Regions from separate parts of the Sus scrofa genome. Here region 1 is linked to region 2. A link is a contact called in public Hi-C data. All regions are on one chromosome and are shown on one strand. Each heading gives the region's core, a stretch centred on a gene start, on an enhancer-like site or on the middle of the called end of the contact. The rest is flanking DNA. Distances are from core to core; before and after follow the strand shown. Region 1 overlaps LMNTD1 (lamin tail domain-containing protein 1). Region 2 holds the start of RASSF8 (ras association domain-containing protein 8).

The links. A called contact is a pair of places that touch in the nucleus more often than the background predicts.
Region 1: a contact with region 2 is called in a Hi-C map of subcutaneous adipose tissue, with 2.8 times the contacts expected there. The contact joins the enhancer-like site here to the promoter of RASSF8 in region 2. A contact is called at or near these places in 1 of 5 promoter capture datasets (fetal liver), 2 of 47 Hi-C or Micro-C datasets (embryonic fibroblasts and subcutaneous adipose tissue) and 1 of 2 datasets of contacts at active chromatin or transcription factors (alveolar macrophages).

Annotation. Positions count from the first base shown.
Region 1 is chr5:48,353,853-48,360,681 of Sscrofa11.1, reverse strand. All of the region lies in intron 12 of LMNTD1 (lamin tail domain-containing protein 1), which reads right to left. Among named protein-coding and RNA genes, the nearest start is that of KRAS, 150 kb to the left of the region's middle. Within about 2 kb of position 5,436, at least 4 of the 83 cell types and tissues checked have an H3K27ac peak or open chromatin away from gene starts, as enhancers often do. A contact at or near this core is called in fetal liver and subcutaneous adipose tissue, where this site is marked.
Region 2 is chr5:47,843,086-47,850,044 of Sscrofa11.1, reverse strand. RASSF8 (ras association domain-containing protein 8) reads left to right here and starts at 2,575. Exons shown (of 6, transcript XM_005653134.3): 1 at 2,575-2,665. It overlaps LMNTD1 (lamin tail domain-containing protein 1), which reads right to left and starts at 1,746. Exons shown (of 18, transcript XR_002344073.1): 1 at 1,625-1,746.

The sequences.
Region 1 (6,829 bases), core at 4,187-6,686, 510 kb before region 2:
AGCTGTGTCTGCAAACTACATCTTAGTTCACAGCAACACCCGATCCTTAACCCACTGAGTGAGGCCAGGGATCAAAACCACATCCTCATGGATACTAGTTGGGTTTGTTACTCCTGAGCCACAAAAGGAACACCAGGATAAGCATCTTTTCATGTGCTAATTTCCACCTGTATATCGTCTTTGATAAAGTGTTTGTTCAAATCTTTCATTCATTTTTAAATTGGCTTCTTCATTTTATTATTGACGATTTTAAGAGTTTTTTTTTTTTCTTTCAATACTGATTCCTTTGTTGGGTCTGTGATTTGTGAATATTTTGTACTAGCTTAACTTATTAATTTTTTTTCTTTTTATAGCTGCACCCATGGTATATGGATCTTCCCGGGCTAGGGGTTGAATTGGAGCTACAGCATACAAGGGCAACACCGGATCTGAGCCAAATCTGTGAACTACATTGCAGCTTGTGGCAACATGGTATCCTTAACCCACTTAGCAGTGCTAGGGATTGAAACTGCATCCTCACAGAGACTACATTGGGTCCTTAACCTGCTGAGCCACAATGGGAACACCATTAATATATTAGTTTTGATGAAGTCTAATTTATTGATTTTTTTCTTATGGATGTCCTTTTGGTGTCATATTTAAGAACTCTTTGCCTAATGCAAGTTTATGAAGGCTTTCTCATGTTTTATTCTAAAAGTTTTATAGTTTTAGGTTTTAACTTTGGAAATTTTTGTATAAGGTATAGGGTTTATGTTAAGATACTTTTCTTTTTTTCAATCTGGATGTCTAATTGTTTCAAAACCATTTGTTGAAAAGGCTGTCTTTCTACACTGAGTTGCCTTTACACTTTTGCTCACATTAGTGTGGTCAACTTCTGGGGTTTCTATTTTCTCCCATTGATGTATGTGTTTATTGCTTTGTAATATGTCTTTATATTCTGTATAATTTACACTGTATACTGTGTGCTTTATAATACTCTAACTTTACAATACGTCTTAAAATTGGGTAATGTGAATCCTCCATTATTCATTAAAAAATTGTTCTGGATATTCAAATTCCTTTGATTTTCCATAAATTTTAGAATCAGTTTGTCAATCTCTACGAAAAAATCTTGCTGGACAGTAGCTGGAATTATATTAAATCTATGGATAAATTTGAGGAGAATTGGCATGTTAAACTTATTATTTCAATCCATGGACATAGTGTGTATCTCCATTTTATTAGGTTTTCTTTGATTTATTTATAAGTATTCTTACTCTTATTATTTCTCTTCTGTGTAGAAGACTTTATTTGGCACTTTTTTAGAGCAGATCTGCTGATGATATATTCTCTCAGTCATTCTTCATCTGAGAATATCTTTATTTTGCCTATATTCCTGAAAGATATTTTAACTGGATACAGAATCCTGGGTTGAAAGCTATTTTCTTTTTTTATTTTTTATTTTTTTTTTGTCTTTTGTTGTTGTTGTTGTTATTGTTGTTGTTGTTGCTATTTCTTGGGCCGCTCCCATGGCATATGGAGGTTCCCAGGCTAGGGGTCGAATCAGAGCTGTAGCCACCCGCCTACGCCAGAGCCACAGCAATGCGGGATCCGAGCCGCGTCTGCAACCTACACCACAGCTCACGGCAATGCCAGATCGTTAACCTACTGAGCAAGGGCAGGGACCGAACCTGCAACCTCATGGTTCCTAGTCGGATTCGTTAACCACTGCGCCACGATGGGAACTCCTGAAAGCTATTTTCTTTCAGCATTTAAAAAATGTTTCATTGCCTTCTGGCTCTCACGGTTTTTAATGACAAGTCATAGATATTTGAATTATCATCCCCCTAAATATAAGGTATCGATATGCTTTCAGGATATTTTCTTTGTCTTTTGTTTTTAGCAGTTTGACTCTGGTACTATATAGGTATGGATTTTTTTTAAGTTTATTCTATTTGAGGTTCACTGAGCTTCTTGAATCTGCAAGTTTGTCTTTTACCAAATTTGGTCATTTTTAAATGCCCAAAATAAATAACTGATTTATTTCTTCAATTATTTTTCTACATGATTCTTTCTTTTCTCCTTTTAAGACTCCAAAGATGCGAAGGTTAGAACTTTTGATATTGTTCCATAGGTCCTTTAAGATCTTCTTACACAAAAACTTTAAAAATCCCTATTGTTCAGTTTGGATTTTTTAGTGATACCTTGATGTTGTTAGTGAGCCCAACCAGTGAGTTTTTAATTTTAGTCATTGTATTTTTCCAATTCTAATCTTTTCTTTTGGTTCTTTTTTGTATCTTCTATTTCTCTCCTGAGACTTCCTATCTTTCATTTGTTTCAAGAGTTTTCACATTTACTTATTAGAGAATGACTTTAATAACTATTTAAAAGTCTTGGTCTAATGTCAACATCTATGTTCTTGGCTGTTGATTGTCTTTTCCCTTGAGAAATATCAAGATTTGTTGATATTTATGTGTTGAATAATTCTAAATTTTATTCTGGACATTTTGAATATTATGTTATGAAATGTTAGGTCTTGTTTAAGTCCGGTGGAGAATGTTGGTTTGTTCATTTGTGTGGTAGGTAATTGAACAGTTTAGGTTTAGCTTGCAAGTTCTTACCCCGCCTCCTTTTGGCCGATTCCAACATCAGATCAGTTTTCAAAGCCTTTGCTGTGCTTCTTGGGTCTATCTCATGTGTGTAACACTCAGTGACCAGTCTGGGGCTTGGACAATGGTCCATCTTGTAGATCAGTTCCCAATGCCTTCCATATGTTGTTTAGGGTCAGGTCCAGGCACGCAGAATTTAGAGATGAACCCAGAAATTCATATATAGTTTTAAGATATTATTTTATGGCACTTCCAGAAAATCTCTTTATGATTTCCTCCAAGGAAATCTTTCCTGCTCCCAGGTATGCATTTCCTGGTCTTCCAACTAGAAAGCCAGGACTTCAGTTTCCCTGGTCTGTTATGTACTCCCCACAACTATGTCTGCTACCAGGACCAAGTACTGAGAGATCAGAGAGGAAAGAACAGTGGAGATTCCTCTCACACTCTTGGATCAACGGTTCCTCTGGTCAGAGAGAAGGGATGCCTTCCCTCTGAGTTTTAGACATTTGTTCTGCTATTGTTGCCTCTGTGTCACTCTAGGATTGCTCAGGAACTGGGACAAGAGAGGAAAAGAAAAGCCCAGAGGAGTTCTTATTGTGGCTCAGCAGGTTAAGAACCCGACTAGTATCCGTGAGGATGAGGGTTTGATCCCTGGCCTCACTCAGTGGGTTAAGGATTTGGCGTTACTGCAACCTATAGTTTAGGTCGTATATGTGGCTTGGATCTGGCATTGCTGTGGCTGAGGCATGGGCTTCAGCTGCAGAGCTCGATTTGACCCCTAGCCTGGGAACTTCCACGTGCTGTGGGTGTGGCCCTAACAAAAAAGACAAAAGTGAAAATAAAAAAAAGACACATACACACACACAAAAAGCCCAGAGGATTTCCCTCAATCTTTTTCGATCCATAATAGGCCATTTTTCTGCTCCTCAGACAAGAAAAAGAGGACTTTTTTGGGAGCCCTTCCATCTGCTCTGGCATACATTTCTGGATTTCAGGTTGCCTTTGAATCCAGGGTGGGAGAAACTCACCCCCAGTTTAGTGGTTATCAGCTATCTATTTGTCTTCCCCAAGATGCCTGCTGCTATTTCCCTTCCAAAAGCCTCAGGTAACAGCTCCATCCATCCTCTCCAATGAGTCAAGTTGCATTCAGTGGGAGAGACAGCATGGGGTATGCTATTTCCATCTCATTTGGAACTTCATTCTCCTTTGCTGTTAAACACTTCAATTTAATACTTCTTAAGATGAAGTTTGAATAGGGTTACAAGGTTATAAGGAACACTCTAGACTAGTGCTATTCTATAGAACATTTTGTGATGATGGAATGTTCAATTCTGCACTGTATATGGTAGCCATTTGAAATGTGGCTGGTGCAACTGAAAAAATTCAAGGGGTATAGTTTGAAGGTCAGTTTCCAGAGAAACCCTATACTACCATTTCCTGAAGAGTTTTTTCATACCCTGGTTTCCTGAAATACTCTGAGAAAAAAAAAAAAAAGAGTTCCATGGTCAGGTAAATTAGGGATCATTCTATAAAGCATACATTGTGAACTACAGAATTATATGCTGCCATTCCAAGATTTTTTAGTATTTTTTCATTTGTCCTAGTGCTAGGCATAGGTGAAATTGTTATTTAATTATTCTGTGAGTCCATCCAAAACTTATCTACATAGATGACTTCGCAAAGGTGACTTACTGAACAACACAGCCAAATCAATGGCAATGATTGAGATTTACACTTGAGCCAATTCCTCTGACCCCCAAAACTGAGGTATATCTAGTATATCAGAAATGGCAATGGAGAAAATGGTATTGAAGTTCAGATTGCCTCATGAGGTTTGTCTACAGGGTGATGAAGGCAAGAGGTCTTCAAAGATATTTTTTAGTATTTGGATTCCATTTTAGCAACGCAGATACAGGAAATATTTAGCATTCACAGAATGTGGTCATCTCAATCTTTCTAAGGGAATTAATATTAATATTAATGGCCCTTGTCAATGCACAGCATAGCTATCTGAGGATGTGTTTCTTTCTATTTAAATAAATGAAATCGCAGAATGGAATAGTAGGCTAATGCCTTAGTGAAAAGTCATACAGAGCATCAGAGCAAATACTCTCATGCAAACATAGTTATCACAAAAGGGTCTAAATGTCTCTCAAAATCACACACATAATTAATTACTAAAGAGAACATAGGATGGTTGGAAATTTTAAGGAAAGGAGACTAGGAGCAGAGAGAAAGGAGAACAATTTGCAGACAAAGAGCTCTTGAGCCAGAGACTAGAGCCAGCAATTGGCTGGTTTGAATTAGAGGGGAGTGAGCTGTGTACGTTGTCTTCATTCTCTTCCTTCAGCTGAAGTTCCTTTGGGAAGCTCTTTGCTGAGCTTGGGTTGGAGAAATTTCATTCTTGTAACTGTAACTGTTGTTTTGACTGGCTCACCCCAGCAGTTGAGAGCTGTTGTTTGAAGAATTCTCAAGCAAGGGGATTTTGCCTAGATGATGAGCTCAGAATTCAGATAAGATCTTGAAAGCGGTAACAGGAGTCATTATTGTTGTCTGAAGCTATAATTCTTGAAGGTAATTGGGTATAAAAGCAGAAGTATTTTGGAGATTGATTTCATCCTCAATAAAAGTAGATTTTACTTTCTTTTAAAGTACGTAGTGGAAGTTGTGACCCAGAAATGCCCCTGCAAGACATTACAGATGGCAATTTTCATGTGCTGTTTGGCATACGTTCAGGAAAGCCACAGGGGAAAATTGGCTTTGAGACGCTTGTGCTCTAAGGTATATGCTGTGTCTTGCCAAATATAACATTCAGTTACCAACTGGAAGTGTAAAAGTTCATAGTTTCATGAAAATCTTAGCAATGAGTTTAACAGGCCTGCTTAACTATGTTTCATTTTTTCCAGTCTTCACTACCTACATACTTTACCACTAGAGGGCATTGTTGGCAGTGATATCAAGAGAAAGTAAAACAAAGAAATTTGTCTATTTTTTTCAAGATTTTTTTCATTTCAGCCAGTAAATAACAATAATATACATTCGAAGTATACTTTATTCGCTATATTATTCTTCTATTATTGCATTCCAAATACTTAACTTCTAGCCTTTTAATGGTTGCATTAATTAAGTGATATATTTTTTAAACCTTTTTTTTGTTTGTTTGTTTTTTTGTGTGTCTTTTTAGGGTTGCTCACCTGGCATGTGGAGGTTCCCAGGCTAGGGGTCTAATTAGAGCTGCAGCTTCCAGCCTATGCTGCAGCCACAGCAACGCCAGATCCAATCCACGTCTGTGACCTACACCACAGCTCAGGGCAACGCCGGATCCTTAATCCACTGAGGGAGGCCAGGCATCGAACCTGTGTCCTCATGGATACTTGTCAGATACATTTCCACCGAGACAAGATGGGAACTCCTGGTGCATTAATTTAATAAAAGATAAATTAACTTAATAAAAGATAAATCATGGAGTTCTTGTTGTGGCTCAGTGGGCTAAGAATCTGACTAGTATACATGAAGATGCAGGTTTGATCCTTGGCCTTAGTCAGTGGGTTAAGGATCTAGCACTGCTGCAAGCTGTGGCATAGGTCGCAGATACCACTCAGATCTGGTGTTGCTGTGGCTATGGCATAGGCCGGCAGCTGCAGCTCTGATTTGATCCCTAGCCTGGGGAATTTCCATATGCCACAGGTGCGGCCATAAAAAAGAAAAAGAAAAATAAATAAAAGATAAATCATAAAATTTCTTTCAGGTTTCTAAGAAATTCTAAATCTAGAATCTTGTCCTTTTTTTCTCCTTCAATGTTATATATTCTTGTAGACCTTCTTTTGAAATATATTGCATACTTGAAGACTTATTATTTTTTATCTGCTAAACAGTGAAACAAATCCATTTTCTGTATCATACCTTTTCTAATATTTATCAGAGGATCAGGGCCTATTTATAATAAATGAGAAGATGAAGTCTCTTCTACACACAGATGAGGGTCTGTCTAAATCTAAATATGATGAGAAGTTTTTTCCATTTGGGACAATTGTATAATTTATTGGAAGTTCTTCATGTGAAAATTTTCCTCTAGAATTCATTGTGTTAGATTGAATTCTTCTTCTTCTTTTTTTATGGCAGTACCTGTAGCATATGGAAGTTCCCAGGCTAGGGGTCCAATCAGAGCTGCAGCTTTGGGCCTACACCACAGCTGTAGCATTGCCAGATTCAAGCCATGTATGCAACCTACACCACAGCTC
Region 2 (6,959 bases), core at 1,326-3,825:
TTCATGCCCTCTGCTCTCCACATATATCTCTCCCCATTGAAATTTTCCTCTTTTCTTAATCTCTCCTTTCAGATTCTTTTCTTGAAAATCAAATCTGATTATGTCAAAGGGCTTGAAGTGCATGAATACTCACCCTTTCTAGTTACGTTACTTGCAGGGAATATAATTAGAAACCAGAAATAGGGTTGTTTACAAATCCTGCTAAGGACATTTGGTGTGATCCTAGGAAGGCTTAGCAGAGATGTGATTATAGCTAAGAAAGCTCAAAACAAATTGAACTATAGGCTGAAGAAAGAATGCATTAACCACATGGGGCTGAGGTGGGGAAGAGATTCTTCTGGGTTTACCCAGGCAGGACAGAGGTATATTCACCAACTTCTGCAGCCACCAGCAAGGCACACCCTGATTTGAAGGTAGGGATACCTCACTGGGTACCAGGATCCTAGTAAGCACTTCTCCTAAAAAGTGGACAGTTATTTAGTCATAGCAAGTCTCATCCTGATTTAAATGCTGGTCACATGAAAGTTGGTTATAATGAGTCATCAACTGGTTCACCTCTAGATGCATGATAAAATTGAGGTCAGGACCTGCCTGGTGACCAATAGAAACCAATAGATTAAAGTTCTTCTACTTGGTAAGATCCTGAGTCCTAGTTAACAATAGCCACAGTCTTGCCTGTTATCTCCTCTGTTTCAAGACTGCCATAAAAGGGGGATGATGATCACAGCCAAAAAAGGGAGGAAAGTCCTAAAAAGGAAGGCAAGGTCAACATGGGCAAGTGCCACCAAGGGCATGCACGACAAGAGGGAGATTGAATTTTTCCATTAGATCTGGCAATTAGGTGGTGACTGATGCTGTTCACTGGAGTGAAAGGTTGACGAAAGAATGAGAGCTGAGGAAACGTTAACCTTAAGGCTGGAAATCTCTGAGGATCTGTGCTCTAGGTCATCTTTAAAAGTTTCCACGGGGTTTTACATTTGAATCATAGAGAATGCTTCTTGTCCCTCAATTCTCCAAATGTTGGCAAGCCAAATTTGAATCTTAACATCTGTCTCCTCAGTTCACCTCTGAGGTAGAGGAACTAAAGAGCTGTGCAATAACTAAGGTCAAAAAACAAGAGGAAGAAACCAAAGGCCTACAAATCCAAACTCCAAACAAATCAAGCCCTGAATAGGACAAGCGGTAACAAGTTGTGCTTCAAATTTAATATCCCTGTCTTGATTTAAAAAAAAAAAAAAAAAAAAAAAAAAAAAAAAAAAAAAAAAAGCAAAAACACCCAACACCAGAAACCCAAAAACGAGTGTCTGGAGAATCAAAAGGGACATCTTATAACTGGAATGCTTCTTTGAATCTCCTCAGCCCCTCTTCCTCCAAACTGATTGCTGTTCTTGCGTTGTGGGCATGTGTGAGCAAAAGTCTGGACCAAAGACTGGATGTTGTCCAGTGACTAGAGTACTGCATGTCATAAAAAAAGGTGAATAACAAGAACAACACACACATCTGCGTTTCCATAAGAAAGCACAGCTTTCCTTGACTATTTGCTATATTTGCGCGGGGGGCGAGGTGGGGGGGGGGAGCGGTTTTCTGAATCTGAGCCCAGCTCTTTCTAAACTTGGTTACTCACGTCTGATTCACTCGCTGTGTTTTTCGTCTCCTGTCTCTGTCATTGCCTGCTGCTGAGAAGGGGGTCGCTGAATCATTGCCACTCCAGATGAAAAGCAATTCAAACCCAGTCCTGAGGGGATGGAAGGGCCTTTTCTTTTTTTTTTTTTTAAGCGTCTGTGGAAAAAGCCTCCTCCTTGCTGGGGTGACAGTGAAAGGCAGTTTTGCAAGTCTCACCCCGGGGCTATGGAAGATTTTACTCCGTGAGCGTCAGTGAAGTACCGGTCATCTCACCGTTTCTAGCTTTCAGGTCCACTGGCCTCCGCCGACCCGGCGGAGCGGGGGACCGTGGGCCCGAGCGGCCTCGCAGCGCTCACCGCCGCTTTAAAAGCTCCCACAATGCAGCGCTGGCGTCCCAGTTCCGTTACAAGGTCTCTCCCGGCGCCGGCGAACCGGCGAGGAGAGGGCGGGGGAGTCGGGGAGCGGCGGCTGTAACCCGAGCACCCGGCCGAGGGGGGCGCCCCCGCGCCGCCGCTCTCGCGCGCTCAGCCCGCGGCCCGACAAAGGGGCGGAGCCGCCTGGCCGCTCGGCCCGGCCCGGCCCCCGGCCCGGCCCCCTTGCCCAGAGGCACCGGCCGCGGGAGCGAGCCAGCCGCCGAGTCCGCCGCCTGCGCTCGCCTGCCGCCCCGTACAGCGCCCGGAGTCCCGCTCCTCGTCGAGCCTCGCCTGCCCGCTCGCCCCCCGCACTGGCTCGGCTCTGGGGGCTGCTCCCGCCGGCTGCGCCGCGGCTGCCTGCGCGCTCGCCCACCCCTGTACCCCCGCCCGAGGCGTCCGCGCTCACCTAGCGCCAGGCGGGAGGTGAGCGGACAGGGAGCACCAGGGAGCCGGGGCCTCCCGCCGGTGCGGGGCGCGCGGCCCGCGTAGCGCAGGGGAGCGAGGCTCGCGGGGCTGCGCCGCCGGGGACGGGCGCTGGGCGGCCGCCGGGCTCCGGGCGCCGCCGCGTCCCCAGCGCTCCGGCGGGCCCCGCGAGGCGGCCTGCGGGGGCGGCGCAGTTGCGAAACTGAGTAAGTATTAACTTTACTCGGCGGCCGCGATCTCCGGGCAGCTTTCGGGACCCCTCCCTCCTTCCCCTGGAGCCTCCGGGCTCCCCCCTTCCCCGCCCCTCTCTCCGCACCTCTGGTTTCTTCGCCCCATCTGCCCTCGCCGCGGGCTCCCGCTTCCTCCGGTTCACCTTTTCCCCGCTGTCTCCCCTTTGCGCGTTCTCCCCGCCGCACACGCGCGCCTGACTGAGACTACGAGCTTGTTCCCAGTCTGTTTCCTCCCATTGCCCTTGGCCGGGGAGTTTAGAGGCCACTTTTGTTGGGAAGGGAAATGTACGTCTGGCTTCTTTAATATTTTTCTCTCCAAATGGAAATCGGATGCTTGCTTGCCGAGCGGCGGTTTGGTGAAAGCTTATTTTCTCCTTTGAAAAAAATGATTGGTTTACCGGTTTTTAAAATGTTTGAACGATTAACCATCCTCCGTCCCTATTCCCCCGTGCCGCCAACCCGTCTGGGGAGGGGAGTGCAGAAGACTTTCAAAGTAATTCCGTCTTGCAAACTGGAAACTTAGAGAGGATACGGCCCAGAAAGCTGAAAAAGATTGAACCTGAAGGGCCCTGAGCTTTGAATGTGGGTCCTCGTGTGGCACAGGGCTTACGCGCCGAGTACCTGGGTTCGTAATCGAGTGTTGCGTTGTTATTTTAACATAATAGAGCCGCCTGGTGTTGCTAAACCACTACTTTCTCAGCATCAGATGGCATCCAGTGCAGGGCAAGCTTTGGGTATAATTGCGGGTCAGATCTTTAGGCATTTAGACGGGAAATAGATGCAGGGCACGTTTCATAGCTGGTTTTCAACCCGGGATGTTAGCCTGTCAGTACATCAAAGCATTGCGTTGAAAAAATTCCTCCAGCCTGGTGCCAGCGAGGACCAACATTTTAGGGATTTTCTAGTATAATGTGGTTCAGCAGTTCTTCATTAGATATGTTTTGTTCGCAGGAAGCACCTTTAAATATGTATCGATCTCCGATTTTTCTGTCGGTTGAATTAACTACCCATTCTGGTAGGAGGCCCCAGGTAGTCTTTTTAAAAATTTTTTCTTTTCTCTTAAGTCTTTCATCGTTGGGTTGCCAGGAGTTGGTTTTCGTGCGAAAGAACAGAAAAAATGGGAAGACTTAATGTATTATCAGCATCCTCTTCTTTGCCTGGGTGAGGCGGTAGTGAATGCCACCTAGCCCTCTGCAGGGAGAGGTGCTGAGTGGAGGCAGGAACCAGGAGGCAGGACTGAGCACTGTCATTTTGAAAGGTGGCTTGTGTGAGGTTTTATCTTTTAGCTGGCATATTAATTGTACTTTTAATTCTATTTATCCTCATGGGGAACTCTCCCCAAACTATAAACATTACATGTGACCACACCCCACTTAAAGAAGACTGAGCATAACTTGATGATTGTTCTTTTGAAGGATCAAGACCCAACATAAATATAATTTGTAATGTAGATGGTAAATCCTTTCAAAAATCTCCCCTTCCTCATTTTCTCTCCTTTTAAGAGTCTCTAGCTGATACTCTCAATAATAGACACGTTTGGTAGTAATGCATTGAATTCTTTCTAGGGTCATTGATAAAGCCTGATTCCGAGGCTTCAATAGCTGAGGAGGGCATCAAAGAGCTCAGAGAGGGAGGAAATCATGGGACTCTGCAGAGAGGAAAGGCATTTCAGTTTGCTGAACTGTCAGCATGCTGCAAGGGAAAGCAGTAAAAAGAGGAATGTTTAAGTTGTTTTTAAGGTGCATGTTTCCTAAATTTGGCATTTGGTCGAGATATTTGGCAATTGCAGATTTTAAATTCTATTAGAATCAACTATAATGGAAAAAATCATAAAAAATAAATTCTATTAGGTTGTGGTATGATTTCTTTTTGCCTAATATTTTTAAAGTGTCATTTTTTTTTTACTTTTTAAAAAAATTATAGTTGATTTACAGTGTTGTCTCAATTTCTGCTATGTAGCAAAGCGACCCAGTCATACATATACGTGTGTGTGTGTGTGTGTGTGTATATATATATTCTTTTTCTCATATCATCCCCCATCATGTTCTGTTCCAAGACATCGGACATAGTTCCCTGTGCTATACAGTAGGACCTCATTGCCCGTCCATTCCAAATGTAATAGTTTGAACCACCTACTAACCCCAAACTCCTAGTCCATTTTTGTTAATGTGAATCTCAATGCTTAGCTTTTGTATCTTCTATACTGGGTGGCTTGCATTAATTTTTAATTTGAATGCCTTGGTTATTTTGAGAAATGATGAGTTTTTCAGAGTTTCTTACTAATTGATCCTGTCTTATGTTGATGTATGTAATGGCTTGAGAGGAAAAATATACTTTGGTGTTGATATTGTTGCTCTTTTCATTATGCTTGATTCCTGGCATGGCTTTGCTCATTTATTATAAAACACTAAGTCCTAGGTATCTGGCTAGTGTTCACAACATTGCAAAACTCTTTGCAGGTAGAAGTGGAGTGGGAATGGGTGTGGGATAGGAAAACATTATGCATCATAACTCTGAGGATTTGGATTTAAAAAATAATGTATCACCTGTTTACTCTCCTTGGATGATATCTTGCTCCAGTCCTAAATAGATTTCAAAATCCAAAGTGTAGAAATAGTTTCCAAGAACTCTGTTTAGTGGAAAGAATGCTTATCCTCCACAGCCAACCAGCCAGACTCAGGTGGCAAGTGTGACTTTGTCTCACTCCCAGCTGAGAGAGCTTGGCCATGTTACTTCAGCCTCTGTGATCTATGGTTGCTTTTTGTAAAATGAGGATATTGTTACTAAAAAGCGATGCTGTGACAAGGAGAACACCTAACATAGTGTCTGGCACATATTAGCCAGTAAATGGCACCATCTCCTACTTCTCCAGAACTGAGCTCTGATTACTCAACCTTTCTAACTGTTCTTCCTCTGTTTTTCATCTCATATGTCTGAGTGGCTCAGGCCAGAAGGCTGGAATATCTTCCACTATCTTTCTTGTTCTGACATCCCCACCCAACTAGTTTATCACAAAGTCCTGTCTACTTCTCTGGCAAAATTCTCTTTCAAACCTGATTTTCAGTCTGCACTGTGTTCCCATCCTAGTTCCAGCCACCATCCCCTTGCCCCTGCAGAGACCTTCTCCACACACAGTGCCACCTTCCAGCCCCTCTTCCCACCAGCAGCCAGAAAGAGAAAAAAGTCACTTGCTGTTTAAAGTCTTCAGAGCTCTTATTCTTGGGAAAAAAAATATAAAATCTTCAACATGCCTGCACAGCCCTGTGTGATTTGGCCCTGTCCTCCATCTTCATCTCTTGTCCGCCACATCATCCAGCCCTCTAGCAGACTCACCTCAAGGGCTCCAGCTGCTGCTCTGGTTCAGGACTACCTCTTGAACAAGTTCTCGTCCTTGGGTGCTAGTTCAGTCTCCTCTGATGGTCTTCTCTGAGAAGGCCACTCTTATCATCATGCAACTTAGAACCCCTTTGCTGCCTCCCTCATAGCAGTTATCTTTTCCTTCTTAACATTTACCACAATTTGTAATTATGTATTACCTGTATAATGTTTTTCTCTTGCCCTTGGAAGGCATAAATCATGCCTGGTTTATTCACCAGTCTATATACCCAGTGCCTGGGATATATAGTAAATGCTCAATAAATAGTTGTTATTGTAATGAATAAGGTAGTAATATGAGTTCTGCATTTGTACATTGCCTTCTTTATCACTGTTAAATCTCCTTCTCCCAACACAAAGGCCAGCCTGGCTGTCCTGTGTTCTTTCTTTTGGTTTTAAGTATAACATAGAATAACCTTTGCAGCTATCAGGGCAAATGAATACATTGGGGCTTTGTGGGAAATTCATAGGAATAAATTGAGACACCTTTTAATTAGCATTACCCTTGTGATTTTTCTGTTGTAGATAATCCTTTTTCTAAGTACATCATTAAAGGAATTATGTTTTTTTTCATCACAGGATTACTGAAAAAAAATTTTACCGTGTCATATCATTTTGCATGTCACATGCTAACATGTTCCTCAGATTAACATGTCGATTGCACAGTGCTAGAATCCAAAGGACAGAGGGCAAACTGTAGTAGAAAAAGGAGTTACAGTCCTAAGGATGTGTAGTGCTGACCAGCTGTTATGTGACCTGCATAAATAACAAGTTATCACTTGGCCATTTAGTTAAGGTAGCGAGTTAGTTGCTAAAAAAATAGGAGCCACCTAGAGGTCTGAAAGTTTTTTCCCCTCTTTCACTAAAGCATTGCTTCTTTTAGCCCCCCCAAAAT